Linked DNA regions of Zea mays: regions 1 and 2 are each linked to region 3. The links are chromatin contacts, called in public Hi-C maps. All regions are on one chromosome and are shown on one strand. Each heading gives the region's core, a stretch centred on a gene start, on an enhancer-like site or on the middle of the called end of the contact. The rest is flanking DNA. Distances are from core to core; before and after follow the strand shown. Region 1 holds the start of LOC100193247 (putative DUF231 domain containing family protein). Region 2 has its middle 54 kb from the start of LOC100280589. Region 3 holds the start of LOC100501371.

The links. Hi-C and Micro-C count contacts between places; a contact is called where the count stands out from the background.
Region 1: a Hi-C map of ear shows a contact between it and region 3, with 2.5 times the contacts expected there. The contact joins the promoter of LOC100193247 here to the promoter of LOC100501371 in region 3. A contact is called at or near these places in 5 of 25 Hi-C or Micro-C datasets (bundle sheath, ear, endosperm and 2 more).
Region 2: a contact with region 3 is called in a Hi-C map of root tip, with 5 times the contacts expected there. The contact joins the enhancer-like site here to the promoter of LOC100501371 in region 3. A contact is called at or near these places in 2 of 25 Hi-C or Micro-C datasets (ear and root tip).

What each region holds. Positions count from the first base shown.
Region 1 is chr10:579,465-582,276 of Zm-B73-REFERENCE-NAM-5.0, forward strand. It overlaps LOC100193247 (putative DUF231 domain containing family protein), which reads left to right and starts at 1,259. Exons shown (of 4, transcript NM_001138396.1): 1 at 1,259-1,849; 2 at 1,930-2,301; 3 at 2,415-2,570. The coding sequence starts at 1,350. It overlaps LOC100280459 (agmatine coumaroyltransferase), which reads right to left and starts at 865. Exons shown (of 1, transcript NM_001153379.2): 1 at 1-865. The coding sequence starts at 811.
Region 2 is chr10:520,102-523,163 of Zm-B73-REFERENCE-NAM-5.0, forward strand. No RefSeq gene overlaps it. Among protein-coding and RNA genes, the nearest start is that of LOC100280589, 54 kb to the right of the region's middle. Within about 2 kb of position 1,475, at least 18 of the 20 cell types and tissues checked have an H3K27ac peak or open chromatin away from gene starts, as enhancers often do. A contact at or near this core is called in ear and root tip, where this site is marked.
Region 3 is chr10:128,619-131,703 of Zm-B73-REFERENCE-NAM-5.0, forward strand. LOC100501371 reads left to right here and starts at 1,377. Exons shown (of 3, transcript NM_001362602.1): 1 at 1,377-2,717. The coding sequence starts at 1,495.

The sequences.
Region 1 (2,812 bases), core at 9-2,508, 450 kb after region 3:
TCCACAGGTAGGCGGACAGCGCCTCGACGCGGGTCGGGCGCTGGGCCGTGGTGGCCGCCGCCGCCGTGTCGCGCAGCGCGGCGATGTCGCTCGCCTCCACGTAGTAGACGCGGTCCACGAAGCTGGCCTCCGCCGTGAGGGCGTTGGGCAGGCGCTGCTCGTCGAACGTTGTGAAGGTGGCCGCGACGGAGTCGCTGTACGACGGCGGGCTGCGCGGGCGGAACACGGAGCGGTCGTAGTTGAGCGGGGGCGCACCGCCGATGTCCCCGGTCCGCGCGAGCTGGGACCACGTCCTGACGATCGTGGCGCCCACGTGGCCGTCGCCGACGAGGTGGTTGATCCACCACATGACGGAGAAGCCCCCGCACGCGAAGGAGAGCAGCTGCACCGACAGAAGGACGTCCCTGGGGAACGGGAGCACCATCTTCTTGACGGAATCCTTGGTCGCGCCGTAGTTGAGGCTCCCCAGGGCGACGCCGACCTCGCCGACCACGAGCTCTGCGCCTTGGTTGTGGCAGTGGAGCTCGGGGAGGCCGGAGCTTGGGTTGGTGACGAGGCGGCCGGCGAATGGGTAGAGGTAATTGAGCAAGGACGGCAAGAGGGACTCGAACAGGCTGGGGATGCGCGCGCTGAAGCCGCCGCCGGCGTTGGGGTAGACGCACAGCGTGCCGAGCTGTGAGTCGCAGACGTAGAGGTCGAGGTTGGAGAGGGACATGACATGAGGCTGGATGGAAGCGTCGGAGGCCTTCACCAGCCGGCGGCTAACCACGCGGATGCTCGTCGGGTCGTTAGCCGCCATGGTGGTAGCCATAGCTAGTTATGCCGCTACAACTACTACTACTGGTGAATTGCGTTGGCCATCTGCACTCTGCACTGCAGCAACACATATACATATATATATATATAGTATGTGATGCCACTTGAATACAATTTTCTGTGATACTTCCGGCGGGCAGGGCGGGCTATAAGTTCTTGGGCTTCAGTCCATATAACAATCTAGTCTAGTTCGGTCCCGAAATAAGATATAGCCCAGCAAGGCTTAACGACAAGACAATGGGCTCAATGTTGAGGCTTGGCCCAAGATCTCTTCCTCCCAAGACTATTTTAGGCTTTTAGCCCGTGAGCTAGCTACTCCCGCAGTGCAGCGAGTTTGACTATGGTGACCCACGCACTGACACGCCGGACCCAACCGACGCCAACAACACCGCGTTCGTCGCCGCGGGATCGGGCTGGGCTTGTTGGCCTCGCCTCGGTTGGTGCCCTCTCTGCCGCCGCGGACGAGAGTCGCCACCACCACCACCATCCAGCCAGCCCCTTCCCTTCCCCAGCAGCAGTCTCCAGCCGCAGCCATGGCCAAGCCACCGCCGCCCACCTCCACCTCCGACCCCGCGCTCCCCACCACTGCTACAACCACCTCGTCGGCCCCCAAGTCGTCGTCTCGCCCCTCCCCCCGCCCCCGGGGCCTCCTCGATCCGCTCGCAGCCTCCGCGCGCTCCCTCCTCGCCTCGGCGCGCCGCTCCCCGGTCACCACGTTAGCCGCCGCCTTCTTCCTCCTCGCGCTCGTCATGTACGGCGAGGACGCCCGCACCATCGCCGAGCTCTCCATCGACGACTACCTCTACCCGGACGCCGACCTCTACAACGTCTCCGGCCTGCCGCCCCTCGCGCTGCCCCCGCTCACCTGCGACCTCTCCAGCGGCAGATGGGTCTTCGACAACGTCTCCGTTCCGGCGTACCGGGAGAAAGACTGCACCTTCCTCACCAAGCAGGTCTCCTGCCTCGCCAACGGCCGCCCCGACGACATGTGGCAGTACTGGAGATGGCAGCCCAACGAGTGCTCCCTCCCCACGTACGTCTTCCTCCTCCTCCTCCTCCTCCAGATCGCATCTTCCATGCTCAGTTGTGTGATTCGACTGATTGGCAAAGCAGGTTCGACGCTCGGAGATTCATGGAGGCGATGCGCGGGAAGCGGCTCATGTTCGTGGGGGACTCGCTGAACCGCAACCAGTGGGAGTCGCTGGTGTGCCTCGTGCAGTCCATCCTGTCCAAGGGCAGGAAGAAGATCGTCAAGCGGGGCTCCTTCAACACCTTCTACGCCAAGGAGTACCGCGCCACGCTCGAGTTCTACTGGGCGCCCTTCCTCGTCGAGTCCAACTCTGACAACCCCAACTTCCACAGCATCAAGGAACGGATCATCAGTCCCGAGCGGATCGAGGCGCACGCCAAGCACTGGAAGGATGCTGACTACCTCGTCTTCAACACCTACATCTGGTGGATGAACAACGCCGATATCAAAGTCAGGTCAACACCTACATCTCGCTCCCTGACTGGGAATGCGTAACTTCTTTCTCTGCGTCTTTTCTGCAATCAAGCGATGGGATCGTGTTCTGAAATCGCTGGATCCATTTTTGCAGGAGACCCAATTCGAGGTACTGGTCTGACAACGATGAGGTTCCCAGGATTGAGGCGTACGGCCGTGTGTTCAAGACATGGTCTGATTGGCTCAATGACAACATCGATCCTGCCCGAACGTCCATCTTCTTCATGACGATTTCTCCTCCTCACCTCAGGTGACCGAAAGCTGCTGCAATTATATTTCCTTTTCCCCTTCTTCTATATGGTACGAACAATGGTGGTTCGCTGCGGACTTTGGTTGATTAGTTCCTTGCAATGCAACCTTGAATGTGGACCACTGTCGGTTCGATTGGGCACCATACATTGGCTTGATTGAAGGGGTTGTTGAGTCCAAATTGCCTTCTAGAGAAGCAACCTTCCTCCTTTTCTATTCAGCAGGGCACGGTGTCATTGTCCA
Region 2 (3,062 bases), core at 225-2,724, 390 kb after region 3:
GTATGGGGTCGGTTGGGGTCGGATTGGCCCATGCTTCCTCATTGGGCATGTTGAGTTAGGTTTTTTTAAGTTAGGTTGGGTTTTTTTGGCTTTGGGTTGGGTTTTTTCGGGTTGAGTCGAGTTTTGGGTCAAAAATCATGACCCACGTTACATTGATCGAGTCAGATCAGATTGGGTTTTTTCGAGCGCGTCAGGTCGGGTTGATCGGATCGGGTGACCCATGATCAAGTTTATGCGTAGGGTTGGTTCAGTGGGCTGTTTCGGGTGATGATTAGCACCCCTATATATATATATATTCATATTGCTAGGAGCTCATTTAATTTAATACGTAAATACTATATAAGATTTGTGATGATATGCATATGAACGTGTAAAATATTACTACTTAATTATATTAGTAGCAAACACATATACATAAAAAATATACTGATCATAGACCAGGAAACTGAACTAAGCTTAACAAATTCGGTGAAAAAAATTTGTACCTTGTGGGGGACTATGCTCAAAGCATTGGTGGACGATCCACTTGAATGATTTGACATTGTATGTTGCTCAAAGTAGTGGACCACAGACAATAGAGGCACATGCTCGCAGTGCCGTCTCTAGAGGGCTCACTAGCATCACCAAATAGAAGATGATCGTTGAGTAGTCGAGGTGACACTCCCTGTAAACTTGGTCACCAACTAATAAGTTGTTAGCTGGTTTTTGCTGGGTTGAGGTAGCTAACAATTAATGGTTATTTAACGGACATAGCTAATAATTAGTTAGTCCATTAGTTGACTCGTTCTAAAACTCTTAAGTAATTTTAGCGGATAACAATTAGTTTTATATTTCGATAAAAAAACTTTTAGTTTTAAAGGTTTGGATCTGGGCCTGAGTAAAAAAACACCGAACAGGACTAAAACTACAATTCACCTTAATATGGATCTAGAATTTATTTGGTTTAGCTGTTTGCAGTTGAATAATAGGTACGGTCCTATATATTAGGGGACCGAGGATCCATATTAACATGATCAATAATGTTTTAGAGATCTTCAATAATAATGGATTGATTCGTTTTAGTTTTGTCTTGAACTAATAGTGTTTGTTTTACCAAATTCCATGCATAAGCATTATGTCGGACGCAGATATATATATATATATATATATATATATATATATATATATATATATATATATATATATATATATATATATATATATATATATATATATATTATCTTCTGCTGTCGCGCTGACGATGATGTCATCCCCTTGTCCATGATCTCTATGGACAATGCATTAAAAAATTTGATGAGCCTGACGTACGATTGCAATTGCATGCATGTCGGACGCAGATAATGTAATGAATACTGCTTCCAGAACCTCGCCTCGGTTTGCATTGCGTGCCCTGACCATGCATATACTTGCGTGCTGTGCACCGCGTGTTTCACGTGGGCGGGCTCAATCACATGCGTGTGTCAGAGCTGTACCATCCATGCATGCACATGCACGCGTCCTCACTTTCCTTTTTCTCCCCGACCGTAGCCTCCACTCACATGACATGATGGCAGGCAGGTCAGGTCACAAAATAGGTTTTATATATAGACAGTGGGTGTTTGGTTTCTAAGGACTAATGTTTAGTCCCTTCATTTTGTTCCATTTTAGTATATAAATTGACAAATATAGAAACTAAAATAAAGTTTTAGTAAAGTTTTAGTTTCTATATTTGATAATTTTGTAACTAAAGTGGAATAAAATGTAGGGACTAAAAATTAGTCCCTAGAAACCAAACACCCCCTAAGGTCCTGTTTGGTTCCCTTAGTCACTAAATTAGTAACTAAAGTTTAGTCGCTAAAGTACTCCGTTTGGTTCCAGTGACTAAACCGGACTAAAGGGCATTAATTGCTGTGAATAATGACTATTTTACCCCTATTAATTAATGGATGTTTGCTATAAGAAGAAAGTGGAGAGGACAAATAAGGTAAAAATACTACTTTAGTCTATTTTAGTCACCCCCTTAGTGACTAAAGAACTAAAGTTTAGTCACCCCACTTTAGTCACCATATTTGCTTCTTTAGAGACTAAAAGTGACTAAACTTTAGTCACTAAACTTTAGTCACCCCAAACCAAACGAGGCCTAATACACCAGTGATACTGATAATAGTTAGGTTGGTTAAAAAATTGCTAGTAAAATTAACTATCTACTTAACAAATAACTAGTTAACTATTAGCTAGACTATATTTAGTTAATTTTAGCAGCTAATTATTAATTATAATACATTCAAACACCTCCTAAAATTTAACACAACGAGCGATACCCTATACCCTCCATAATTATAAGTATTACGAAGGCATTGGTGGCTTCACTCAAACAAGCCAACATTTGTATGTTCGTACTGCCGTTCCTCGAGCACCACTCTGAGCCTTCCTCGACTTGTCAATACGTCTATTTAAGCTCTGGTAAAAAAAATAGTCAAAATCTCATATGATAGTAAAACTAAAATTTAATATGGATTTAGGATTCGATATAATAGCATTATCTGCCGTGATAGGAAAATAAACCAACATTATCGTCTGGCTGTCACCCTGAGCATGCACCTCGATCGATGCATGAGATGGATTTGTGCTCATATAATGTCCTATCCCTTCTCTCCATGCCAATCAAGCCTGACAATGTATAGCAGACGAGCGATAGATAATCTCTGCTGCACATATATGACATATATGCATATGCATGTCGGACGACGCACAGATGATAATGTATAGAAATGAAATGGCTCAATATATAATTAGCTAATAATACATGCTTTCTGTGTTCCTTGTCCATATATACATGCATATGTATGGGGGCGGGGTGGGCAGAAAAAATAAATTGCATTTAATCATTGTGTTAGCTTTTGAGAAAATTAATCAAATATAAAGAGTGACAACTGATTGAAGAAACCATTGTCCTAGTTCATTCCGCACCCATTCTACTGCTAAAAATTATAATAATTAAAGAGCTTTGAGAAGATATGCATGACAATATTAATTAAGAATACTTAAGACCATGAATGTGCTCAATAGATGGCTGGGAGAAT
Region 3 (3,085 bases), core at 127-2,626:
TCACCACGATGGCCACACACAAACGTTCGATTAGTATAGTTAATACAGTTATTATGATACATACATTCTATGTAATCGTAATATCTGTTTTATGGATTTGCACCTTTTTGTAAAAAAAAACTAATAGTAGAACAAAACATGTGTTTCATGATACTAAAACTAACACATGTGTCTACATCGTACAAAAGTTAAGGGTCAGCTTTTTTAAAGGTAGCATAATTGTAAAAGAATCACAACATGAACTTAAAAAAGATTCACCTTAGAAGAAAATAATCGTTAGATAACTTTCAGTCAAGGTACGAAAACGATGTATTACCGATAACAAAGCATGTGAAGCAGAGATACAATAGACCGATCGATGTTGTTATTTAAGTAAGCATCACGACCAGGCAATGTTGGATAGTTGCATATAAGTGAATGAAGAAAGTTGACACGATGCTATGTTATTTAGTTACTGTTGCCTTAGGGCATGCTTATTTCAGCTTATAAATTATAAAATTAACATTATAATTTGTCAATATTATAATTTGTATATAGTTGTTTGGTTGTCCAGATTATATGAATGTATATTATTGATCTTTAAGACACAAAGGCAACGATACCTTTGTTTGGGTCTTCTTTTTTTATAGTTATGGCATGTTACTTTAGACGAAGAAAATTGAAATTGAACTCATAAAAAAACATGTGTGTGGGGGGGGGGGGGGAAGAAAGCTTGCGTTGGGGGAAATGAATTGTAGGTAGTGGGGTTTTTTATCAAAAATAATATCAGATAAGGTACTCTTGAGAAAATTATGAGATTATCATAATTTAGACTCTAGATTATATAATCTGAACCTATAATCTATGTTTGTTTATCTGTTGTATCATTTATCTTGGATTATATAATCTGATCATATTATAATTCAAAATAAAGAGAGCCTTAAAATAGCGTCTGGATGCCGTTTTGGTAATAAAATGACCTTATTGTTGGAGTCAACTCTCTTGATATAAGACTAGTGGAGACGTGTGATGTTGCTTGAGGAAATGGGTACGTGTTGCAATTTGGGAGAGAGGATCTAGGTGTCGATCTTTCGGAAAGATCACGACGAGTCAGACAGTCACCAAAGCTGCAGAGCAGAAAACAGAAAAGAAAGGAGGAGAGAAGAGTATCCACAGACCAAAAAGAAACGAATACCACGCACTACCAGGTGCGTGGGCCCCCACCATAAAAAGGACACCAACGTGAGTGACGCGTGGGCCCCACAGTGGCCGTAACGACATCTCCCAAAAGCATCAACAGCACCTTTTCCTTGCTATGGTGGTCTGGAGGGAAAAAAAAAGATGAATAGAAAATGGTGGAGATATAAAATAACAGAGCAGCCGCACCAGCACACCTGCCGCCCCCCTCCAGCTTTTCTTTTGCGCAGCCACCCTCTGGCTTGCCGTTAATTTCTTTCCCGTTTCACTCCTCGCGTTTTTACACTTGGCCCCCAATCCAATCCCCGCCAGGCCGCCATGCCGACGCCGGTGCCCGCCGCGCGCCAGTGCCTCTCCCCGCCCGCCGTCACGGCCCTCGACGCCGCCGTCGCCTCCGCGCGCCGACGGGCCCACGCGCAGACCACCTCCCTTCACCTCATCGCCTCGCTCCTCGCCCCCACCGCCGCGCCGCTGCTCCGCGACGCGCTCGCCCGCGCCCGCAGCGCCGCCTACTCCCCGCGCCTCCAGCTCAAGGCGCTCGACCTCTGCTTCGCCGTCTCCCTCGACCGCCTCCCGTCCACCCCCACCTCCGCCTCCACCCCCACCTCAGTCTCCGCCTCCGCCTCCGCCAGCACCAGCAATGACCCCCAGCAGCACGAGCCCCCCGTCGCCAACTCCCTCATGGCCGCCATCAAGCGCTCGCAGGCCAACCAGCGCCGGAACCCGGACACGTTCCACTTCTATCACCATCAGGCGGCGCCCACCTCCCCCAACGCCATCAAGGTCGACCTCTCCCACCTTGTCCTCGCCATCCTCGACGACCCGCTCGTCAGCCGCGTCTTCGCCGACGCGGGATTCCGCAGCAACGAGATCAAGGTCGCCATCCTCCGCCCCGCGCCGCCCGTCCCGCTGCTCGGCCGCCTCCCCACGCGCGCGCGCCCGCCGCCGCTCTTCCTCTGCAGCTTTGCCGCCGCGGACGACGCCGACGTCCCCTCGCCCGCGCCCGCCCTCGCGGGGGCCGCACCGGGGGAGGACAACTGCCGCCGCATCACCGACATCCTCGCCCGCGGACGCAACCCCATGCTCGTCGGCGTCGGGGCCGCCTCCGCAGCCGCAGATTTCGCCAAGGCGTCCCCGTACCGCATCGTCCCCATCGGCCCCGCCTCTGCCAATAATCAGGCGGCACCGACGACGCCCACCTCTGGCCTTATCTTCAGCATCGGTGATCTCAAGGACCTGGTGCCCGACGAGGCCGACCTGCAGGACGCGGCTCGCCGGGTGGTGGCGGAGGTCACGCGCCTGCTCGAGACGCACAGACCTGCTGCCCGCCAAACCCAAACGGTCTGGGTCATGGGCTGGTCCGCCACCTACGAGACCTACCTCGCCTTCCTTTCCAAGTTCCCACTCGTCGACAAGGACTGGGAACTCCAGCTGCTGCCGATCACCGCCGTGCGCGACGCCGGCCCTGCAGCGGGACTCGTGCCTCCTCCTCCAGCTCCAGCCACCACGGTCGCTGCCTTGTCCATGCCTGCCACTACAAGGTAGTACTCCTTTTCTATCCATCACCATATCACTTGCTTATTTATTCTATTTATCATATCATTCTGCATAAGATTTGATTAGCCGCATCGCATCGATGTGGATGTGATTGCTGTGCTCAGTCTATCACAAGAACCAGGATGAAGAGTGTTTCTTTTATGTCTGCTTGTCACCACAGTCAGTATAGTACTACAATTAATAGTAGATAATTTGGCCAATAAAATCTGCAGACATGCTACCACCGGACGACTAGAATGTTTTTCTTACTCTGTCTGTCATGTCCTTTTTATTGGGTTTACTCTTTTCATGATGTAGACTTTTTTTTTGGTTGAAGCTTGATCTGAAGTCCTGTTATGTTTTCGTTAATAAT